2 separate regions of the Mus musculus genome follow, and region 2 is linked to region 1. Evidence: chromatin contacts called from public HiChIP or PLAC-seq data. All regions are on one chromosome and are shown on one strand. The core of a region is the stretch at or near the end of the contact, and the rest is flanking DNA. Distances in the headings are between cores, read along the strand shown.

The links. HiChIP or PLAC-seq counts read pairs in DNA pulled down with a chosen protein or histone mark.
Region 2: a contact with region 1 is called in an H3K27ac HiChIP or PLAC-seq map of VIP interneurons, with 14 times the contacts expected there. The contact joins two enhancer-like sites. A contact is called at or near these places in 5 of 484 Hi-C or Micro-C datasets (bone marrow-derived macrophages, embryonic cerebral cortex, embryonic fibroblasts and 2 more), 14 of 115 datasets of contacts at active chromatin or transcription factors (SST interneurons, VIP interneurons, craniofacial prominence and 10 more) and 4 of 9 other capture datasets (adipose tissue, embryonic stem cells, macrophages and 1 more).

What each region holds. Positions count from the first base shown.
Region 1 is chr10:85,213,042-85,218,211 of GRCm38.p6, forward strand. No RefSeq gene overlaps it. Among named protein-coding and RNA genes, the nearest start is that of Cry1, 31 kb to the left of the region's middle. Within about 2 kb of position 2,565, at least 5 of the 459 cell types and tissues checked have an H3K27ac peak or open chromatin away from gene starts, as enhancers often do. A contact at or near this core is called in VIP interneurons, where this site is marked.
Region 2 is chr10:85,606,735-85,611,644 of GRCm38.p6, forward strand. The region is part of intron 4 of Btbd11 (BTB (POZ) domain containing 11); the gene reads left to right. Among named protein-coding and RNA genes, the nearest start is that of Gm40731, 19 kb to the left of the region's middle. Within about 2 kb of position 1,962, at least 15 of the 459 cell types and tissues checked have an H3K27ac peak or open chromatin away from gene starts, as enhancers often do. A contact at or near this core is called in VIP interneurons, where this site is marked.

The DNA of each region.
Region 1 (5,170 bases), core at 1,315-3,814:
AATGGCAGGTGGAAGAGATGCCCCCACACCCAGTCCTGAGAGTGGGAGAACTGGCCCTGCCCATCTCTGGCTGCAACACTCAAGAGAGTAGAACCTGCATGTCTTCTGGGCAGCAGGGTGAAGCTGGTCCTGGTTGCAGGGGGGTGCTGGTGAGGGGGGGCCCTTAAGGTGTGAGAGCAGGCTGAGTAGCTCAGATACCTCTTGGGGCCACATCCAGGTCTTTGGACTAGCCCACCCCAACATCTACCCCACTGATGAATTGTTGGATTCATGAAGAGTCCTGCAGATTCAAAACTACAGGATCTGTGAGACACAGGGCAATGACAGTGAGAAGGCCAGGCTGATTCCATGACAGACTTCAAATTGGCAGTTAAGGAGACTAGGCCTAAAAACTGGGCAAGTCAATTGCTAATAGAAAACCCCCCAGGCTCCAGCCTTCACTCCCCGGTAATGGAATGACCCAGCCACCTAGCCTGAAGCAAGGACAGTGGGTCAGCAGCAGTTTCCAGACTTCCACAGTTACTTTCTCAGTGACAGTTCCCAGACCTCCCCAGTAAGTTTATAGCCCCCACACCGTGGTAATGGAATGTCTGTAGACTTGGACCCAACACATTAACATAGAGGTCACCTACCCCAGAATTCCCTAATGTGCTTTAAATCAGGCCTGCAAGCTCACTTGGGGTCTGGACTTCTGCAGAATAAAACACACTGCATTTACATACTATTTGAGTCCACGATGTCATTCTTCGGTGAATCATGGACCCTTACACAGTATATCCAAGAGGAATCCCAGTGAGAATCCAGTATTGATGGTATAACAGAAGCCAGTGGCTTCGTACCAGACCAGTGATTCGTTGCAATGAACATATGCAAGCAAAGAAGTGTGGACAAAAGGGTATACTGTGGGACACACTGTGACACCCTACAGCTTCCACAATGAGAGCTTTTTCTCTGTTGGGTGGGGTGGGGGGAAGTTGTAAGGGTGGAGGGTGGGTGAGAGGGGAGAAGGTGAGTGGAATTGGGGTACATGATGTCAAATTCACACACACACACACACACACACACACACACACACAAAACCAATAGAAAGTTAAAAGAAGACCCACCCCCCTGAAGTTCACATACAAACTGCAGGTCCCTGCTGTTTTTGTACTTGCCCTTTAACACAGCCTATTTCCTACTATGATATAATCAGCCTGCAGTATATCCAGGTTGCTTCTGGTTTGTTTACTCTTGTGTCCCATTGACAAGACTTTGGGAGGTAAAATGTGTTAAATGAATAAACAGGCTAAGCGCCGGCATCTGATCCAGGATTCCAAATAGAATGAAAATAGTCCAAGTATCTAAGCTAAGCTCTTCTCATTAGAAGACCACTGTGGTGGTTTATGTATGCTCGGCCCAGGGAGTAGCACTATTAGAAGGTGTGGACCTGTTGGAGTAGGTGTGTCACTGTGGGTTGTGGGCTTTAAGACCTTCATCCTAGCTACTTGGAAGTCAGTCTTCTGCTAGCAGCCTTTAGATGAAGATGTAGAACCTTCAGCTCCTCCTGCACCATGCCTGCCTGGATGCTGCCATACTCCCTGCTTGATGATAATGGACTGAGTCTCTGAACCTGTAAGCCAGCCCCAATTAAATGTTGCCCTTAGAAGAGTTGCCTTGGTCATGGTGTCTGTTCACAGCAGTAAAACCCTGACTAAGACACCTACAATAAAGTGAAGATGCTGTCTCTTTATAATAAATCAGATCTTTGGGGACCGCTTGGTTTTTTTTTGTTTTGTTTTGTCTTTTGTTTTTTTGTTTTGTTTTGTTTTGAAAATTATAACCGGTAACAAAAACTCTGGATCATCTTTGTCATTCAAGGCTTTGCAGCCAGAGCCAGTGAGGCTGGTATGGTTTGGAACTATACCCCTCTCAGCGCCTAATAAATGTGAACAGCCTATGTGACAGAGAAGGTGCCAGCAGTGCGCCAGCCAGCCACGGCAAGGGTTTCCTCTTTGCAAACTAGCTTTTTCTTGATATACAAAACCACCAGCAGATGTCATGGCTGATCTGTGGTGACCCTGTTGGGATGCTTGTAAACTGTTTTCCCAGCATGCTGTTTTTTCCAATGTGGAATGTTTTATTCCATATAATGCTTGTTCTGCATCGTCTCCTATGAGCAAGGACAGATATGTGTTTATTTATCCATGTAATGAAGACTGATCCTGGACCTCCTCTGAGCCTGGACCTAAGAGAACAGAGATGAGAAAAAAATAACGACAGACTCTTCTGTCTTGGAGAATTACAGTGAAGAAGGCAGTGTGTTCAGGGAATAACTTCCAACACTTGCGTGGGCAATGCTGGTTAGCGTCTGTGACGCTAGGCAGGCAAATAAAAGAAATGGGGTACATGTGGTCTAAGGAACCAGGGGAGGTCTGGAGGGAAGTATTTCTGGTAAATTCTGAAAGATATCTGAGTTATCTGAACTAAGAACCCAAGGCAGTCTTTGTTTACTTCACGAGAGAACAAGAGGAGAGAGCCCATTGTTCACCGAGGCTCCGAGCTCGGCTTCCTAGACTGAGATCCTAACTCAGTCAACTACCTACCAGCTGCTTTCCAGTTTCCCCACCTGCTCAGGGGGGGGGGAGGGGATCAGTACCGGACCAAGGGGACTTTTGTCAGGATCAAAGGAGTTAGTTCCTGTTAGCATCTGTCTATCACAGGCACTCAGTGTGTGCTGAACTTTATTGCTATTTACTGGAATAATCAGTAATACTACTTGCCTCTTAGTTCTTTTTCGAATTCAAAGATCTTCTGCCTATGAATTAGAATTTTGCTAATACGATGAATTCCAGACTTCTAGATTTCATTTTTTAAAAAATATTAAAATGATTTATTATTTTATTTTTATGTGTGTGAATGTTCTACCTGTCTGTCTGTCTGTCTGTACTTACCATGTGTGTGTGTCTGGTACCCAAAGAGGTTAGAGGAAGCCACTCATATCTCCTGAGACTAGAGTTGGATTGTTGTGAGCCACTATGTGAGTGCTGAGAACTGAACACTGGATTCTACAGGAGCAAGGGTTCTTAAATACCAAGCCAAAGCCGAGGCCTCCAGGTTTTCTTTTTGAAGCACCAACTCCCTTTGGCTTTGATGGTTATGTGTTTTGTTTAGCAGGTACGTAAAATATCTGGTCAAGTTTCACATGCCAGTAATAGGTGATAAATAATATATTTCATATAATGAAACATGTTTTTCTAATTCCATGAGTTCTCATAGATTATAAAACCAACCCAATAGAAGCTGCATCCTTTAACCGTGAGAGAGCAAGTGTGTGTGTGTGTGGTGGGGTGTCTCATTTTAATGTTATTGGAACAGAAGATCTTTGCTGTGTATTATATTTTCATATCCAATCAGTTTTAATTGCAATCTTTTATTCTCACTGGACAATATAATCCTTTCGGTCTCAAGTCTCCATAATATTCTCAGCCACTAACTTCCCTTGGCTGTTTAATGAGAATCTTAATGGCTACATGTTGGGGATGCTTTGAAGTCTCTTTCCAATAATGGGAGCGCTAAAAGAAAGGCACAGGACATAATTAAGTGGTCTCAGGCTGCTTAGATATTAGAAGGAAATAAAAGGGACAGAAAGAAAAGCAAAGGAAGGCCCCCTCCCCCACGAGAAGGAATGGGATAGACCTGATAAAAAGGTTGGGGTCAGAGGAGAAGACAACGCCTTGTCGTTACAAATGGTTTTTATTTCCTGAAAGAATACTCTAGAATGGAGTGTAGGGGTGGAACGGTGTCACCCACTCCACTTCTTATGAAGGTCATGGCCTGTATATTTATAACAGAAGACAGGTTAATAAAAATGAAGTGTAATTAATTCATTTAGTTATAGTCGGACATGACACAAGAACCTTCAGAAATGAATACTCAGGACTGGAGAGATGGCTCAGTGGATAAAAACACTTGCTACTCTTTGAGAGGATCAGGGTTTGATTCCTAGCACATGGTAGCTCACAACCATCCCTAATGCTCCAGTTCCAGGGGGCTCTGACATCCTCTTCTGGCCTTCTTAGGCAGGCATGCACTGAAAAGACCTACTTAGTCAAAACACCCATACTCATAAAATAATACTTAAAAAAAAAAGAGTAATGAATACAAATGCCCAGCAAAAAAAGACTATTTTTATGCTTTGACTCAGTGAAGTATAGAGTGTTGATGTAAAAATGTGGGCGGAGCAAGCTGTGCTCCCGTGTTTAAGACTGTGGTAGAAACTAACAAGGCCTGTGGGTTCAGCAGCATCTTCTGCTCTCTGTGTTTTTCATCCTCTGCACAGGGCTTGGTCCTGCTGGGTCGAGGGTCTTATGCTTCCAGATACGGTAGGTCAGAGTTGGTGCCCTGCTCTTGGAAAAGCGAGGGGAAGCCATCATGATGATCTTGCTTCTGAGGCCTTTTCCCTCTTCAGTACCTCACACCCCCTCGTCAGGTAGCATTTCTCAACAGCCAACACAGTCAAACACTCGTCTGAGTCTTGAGTTCAGTGAGCTTCTATCTTCTAGCTTAACCCTTTATTTGAGTCTCAGAACTCTTTGATTTCCAAAGTTTTCCAGAGCTTTCTTCTAGCCACTAAAAAAATTGGAGTCTATCCCATTTTTATTCATGTCTGTATACAAATTCACACAAAATGACTGTAAAACCGGACTCATGGTTTGCTTTGGGTTCTTGGATTAAGGGAAGCCTTTGTCATTGCTGTTGGACTTTCCCTATGTGCAACTTTAGTTTTGTTTGAAAGTGTGTGCTGCTGATTCACCAAAGAACCTGGAGAGTCCTTCTCAGGCCTAAGCAATTCTCCTGGACACTGCCAGTCGGGCAGGTTAAGTGGGAAAGGCATAATTAGATTCCATTGGAAATTCCTGTCTCGTAATACTTCACTTGTGAAGGGTTAATATATGATGTCTACAGCTGGGCTTTATAATGTTCTTAAAGGGACAGGCCCTCACATTTACTTGTTAGTGAGACTACGCTAACGTTTCTGGAAAACAAATTTCTACTGTGCAGTTCTTGGTGATGTACCTATCCCCCATCAACGAAGCCAAGGAGTCAATAAAAGCTATTGCCATCAAACAAGTCATAAGTCTCCTTTCTAGAAGTCACTTCCGTTCTAGGTTGACCTCTCATTGCTGTT
Region 2 (4,910 bases), core at 712-3,211, 390 kb after region 1:
ACTGGAACGGACGTTTTTCACCTCACAGCAATGAAGACCTCACGTCCAAGACCAAGGTGTCAGAGTACATATGCTGACAAAGTCTCCAAGAGTGGACCCTCCCCATGCCCCAGCCTCTGCTGACTCCAGGCACGTGGTTTAGGACAATGTTGCTCCAGTCTGGACTTCTGTTTTCACCAGGCCACCGTCTTGCATCTCTGTCCCCATTTCCATCACAGCCTTGTTGGATTAGGCTCCACCCCAGTGAGCGCAGCTCTTCCTGGTGATGCAAGTCTACACAACAGGGAGCAGACTTGGCTGTTGGATTTCATAGTAAACGGAGTGTTATTTATTCTCCTCACCACATTTTTGTGTTAAAACTGACTCTGGGGTTTCCTGTGTGTGTGTGTGTGTGTGTGTGTGTGTGTGTGTGTGTGTGCGCGCGCGCGCAACTGAGATGGTCTACTCAAAGATGGCATGTGCCAGTATGAGAAAGGCGGTCTTGGGTAAGATGGCCCTGGGTTTGTTGTTGAAAGTGTTGTTTATCCATCCAAATGAGGGTCCTCACAGGTCTGTCCATCAGAGTGAGGTTGCCAGGGACTGGGAGTTCTGACCCAGCCTCTCCTTAGAGAAAGCAGAATAGAGTGAGTTGGAACTTGGACCTTGCAGTTGCATTGCCAGGATTCAAAGCCTACGCAGGCCACTTTCTCTCTGTATGACCTTAGGCCAGTTGCTCACTAGCTCTGGGCTTTAGTTTCTATATCTATAAAGTAACTCTCTTACTATCAGGAAAGATGTTGGTAATAATAAACACAGTACATGTGGTATGATACCATTGGGGAAATTATTGGTGGCCCAGACTAAGGTCTAGTGTATTTGAAGCCTCCTCCTACTACTACTGGTGAGCCTGTCTGCAGGATTTGGGAAGAAAATCAGCCAGGGATGACTAGGTTGAGAGCCACTATGCCTACACCTTGAATTACAAGGCTCCTGAGCCTGACTCGGGTTTTGTGTTTCCTATGAAGTATGAGCCTGGAGTCTGATACAATGTCCACAGCAGTCAGGCATTCATAGATGGGGTCACTGAGAAGAGAGAGCAGGAAGGGACAAGATGTATGGGGAGAAAACGTGGTTTCTGTTTGCCTGCGTTTTGTTCCAAGAGAGCAGAAGCTAGGGGGACAACTAAGAGGCAGGGATTATTCTGGAAGGAAGTGTAAGTTACTCCCATGGACTTTCAGCTCAGACTGTTGGTTTTCTTCTCATTTTAGGGCTAAGACAGAAATATATTTTCTTGGTCGTAGGTCTACATGTAGTCAGTGTCCAGTGAGTATTTGTTGAATGAATGAAGGATGCAAAGGGTTGTGGAGAAGATACACTTATCATACTACATGTAAACAGACTAGACTTCCAAGCCAATTCAAACGCAAAAGCATGAAACAACATTTGTATGCAGGTAAGACGTCAGGTGAAGGGCTGGGGTGTAGCAGGTAAGTGAATACTGCCTGCTTTGCATGCACAAAGCCTGATCTCTGGCACTTCATAAACTGGGCCTGGTGGTACACACCTATGACCCATGCACTCAGCAGGTGGAGACAGGAGAGTCAGGTGTTTGGATCATACTCGGCTACATGTTGAGTTTGAGACCACTCTGTGCTGCATGAGACCCTGTCTCAAGAAGGACAATGAGGAATAGGAAGAAAGGGAAGGAGGAGGACAGTCAACAGAGTTCTCTCAATGAAAGAGTTTGGGGAGACCCTAACAAGATGCATGCTGACTGCTTGTGGAAGAGAATGCTTCAAGGACTTTAAAAAAAAAAAAAAAAAGGCCCCGAGAGATGAGAAAGAGTGGCCCAGGTCAGAGAAGCATGTGGTGGCCGGGTCTCCAGGACTTGAGGTTGCCATGCCATCATAGGCCATGCAGACTGAAAGCGGCCATCGAGGCTTGGCAGTGGGAAGTCATTAGTGGCCCCTGCAGTGACACTTTGAGCAGCCGGGTGTGGGCGGAAGCCAGACTGCAGACGGCAGACAGTTTGCCAACACTTGGAACGTGGCCTGAGCATCCAAAGTGTTAAAAGCAGAGTGGAAACACATTTGGTGCTCACAGCAGAGGAAGAGTGGAAGATCTGCATCTGGAGTGGCATTTGGTGCCTGTTCCCGGACTAGGGCTCCAGATCCGGGCTGTCGGTTAGGAGGGTGACTAGTTTTCAATATAGGATTTGGCTTCTTGAGAAGCAGCAATTTGTTCATTTTTTTTAAAAAATAAATTTTGGTCTACCCTTAGTTCTGTTAGATTTCTGCACAACCCACAGATTTGCTCACGTGCCAGCAAACCTCCCAGTCTAAACTCTAGTTGACGGAATTAGTTCTACAGGATCCGTATCTGCCCCTAGGCATGAATTTCTTGCAGAGAGCTCAGAGCACAATCCAGGACACAGGGGCTTCCAGCAACAGTAAGGAGCCAGTCCACTCTGCACGGGAATTGTGGGTACCTGCTCATAGGTACTGGGACCTTGTACTGGGCACAAGGTCTACTATCTTCTCATCAGCTCATTAAATCACTGAATAGAATGTGTGAACCGCCTGGGTGAGCCCCAGTGTCTTCTCCATTAGTCAAGGAAAGTGAGATTGGCATTCCCTAGGAGAGAAACTGAGGCACATAGTCAACAAAGAAAATAAGAGTAACCACAACTCATAACCTCTTTTGGGATTCCCCCTTCCCCTTCCTGCACCCTCCCCCTCCATGGGTGTATGGTAAATAAGTGCATGTGGTCTATATGTTTGTGTGAATGGATTGTATGGGGATATACAATGTACATGTGTGTGCTTGTATGTGGAGATTGACAATGGGTGCCCTTCCTCCACCATTCTGCTGCTCTTTTTGAGAGAGAGAGAGAGAGAGAGAGAGAGAGAGAGAGAGAGACTCTCATTGTACCTGGAGCCCACTGACTTGGCTAGGTTTGGAAGCAAGTACCAGGAACACATTTGTCTTTACCTCCTAATGGTGAGATTACAGGCACTCATTGCTCAGTACATGGGTGTTGAGGATTCAACTGAGGTCCCCGTGTTTGTACGGCGAGGACCTTTTTAAATGAGCTATTCCCCCGAATGTCTGTCTTTGATTTCTAAGAAAGCTGTTGATAGCCTTTGTGGAGAAGACCTGGTCAAAGATGTTCTTCATACTTTCTTCATTCCCTAGTCCTTTGAGTAGCCTGGTTCTTCACACCAGAGGAAGCCCAAGCTACAGCAAGTTGCAAAACTTGCCTGACACTGTAACCCTTGTGGGATCGGAACCAGGTCCACGTGACTCCAGAGGCTGTGTTCCCTCTCCTAGACTGGCAAGTCCAATCAGAGCATTTTCTAATAGCTCCGTGGCTCTTGGCAAAAAGCTCAGCCACCAGACTCATTTCTCTTAGGAATTCAGACGCTGTACTTCTCAGCTTTGGTCAATGCTGGAGCTCCCCACAAAGACTTAGCACTCTTATCCAAGTGGAGGAGAAACACATGAGATATGCGCACCCTCATGAATAATCCTGGAAATAGAATTCAAAACCATACTTGGGCGAGCATGTAATACCTTTCAAATGCAGAAACAAACATTAACTGCCTGAGCGAAAAGGCTCGCTTTGCAGGCCTGACAACCCAAGTCCCCAGAACCCTTGTCAAAGCTGAATGTAGCAGTACACATCTATAATCCCAACACTCCTTGTTTGAGATAGGACAAAGTAGAGACAGGAGCATCTCCCAGCTAGTCTAGAGTGAAGTGGAAGAAACAAGAATGACCCAGGCTCCACCAGATAGGTTGTAGGCCCAGCTCCTGAACATCATCCTCTGACCTCCACACACATGCACACACTAAGTTCTTTACTAGACAGGCGCTTTAACCAGCTAAGCGACGGAGCCAACACACTAAGTTCTTTAAAAGCCTGGTATTGTGCTATCTGATTTGAATAAAGATATAGAGAAGGGGGGACTCTTAGATACCACTAGATGGGACCCTGCATCTACTTTCAGTAATCTTGTAAACACATAATTCAGGTGTTACATCTATACACTAGGGAAATGCTTCCATGTGGAAATAAGGAGACATGAACAAGGATGTTCATAGCTGCAGTATTTATAAAACAAGAGAGCAAGAGAGGGTGGGGGAACAAGTTGTCTGTCTCCAGGCAAATGGATAAATAAATTATGGTATGTTCATTTAATGAAAAAACAAAGTAGCAATGGAAATAAATGAACTAAATTTACGTGGTGATTGCATGGCTTAACTAATGAATATTATACACAACAACAAAAAAGCAAGTTGGAGAGGGATCGATGCAGAATGCTAATGTTTGTGTAAAGTTTGATAGCAGGCAAAAGAGCTTATATAATGTTAGTTCCTGTCTTAGTGAGGGTTTCTATTCCTGCACAAACATCATGACCAAGAAGCAAGTTGGGGAGGAAAGGGTTTATTCGGCTTACACTTCCATGCTGCTGTTCATCACCAAGGAAGTCAGGACTGGAACTCAAGCAGGTCAGGAAGCAGGAGCTGATGCAGAGGCCATGGAGGGATGTTCTTTACTGGCTTGCTTCCCTTGGCTTGCTCAGCCTGCTCTCTTATAAAGCCAAAGACTACCAGCCCAGAGATGGTCCCACCCACAAGGGGCCTTTCCCCCTTGATCACTAATTGAGAAGATGCCTTACAGCTGGATCTCATGGAGGCATTTCCTCAACTGAAGCTCCTTTCTCTGTGGTAACTCCAGCTGTGTCAAGTTGACACAAAATTAGCCAGTACAGTTCCTAAGAACCAGACAAGGTATAAGGCCTGCATAGAGATGAAGTGTGTGCGGTCCAGGAAGTGGTCATGATGAGATGCACAGTGTCTAGGGGCCTTTGCTCATCCTGACAAGCACTGCTTTTTTCATTTTGGTTGGATGATGAGTAGGTAGATCA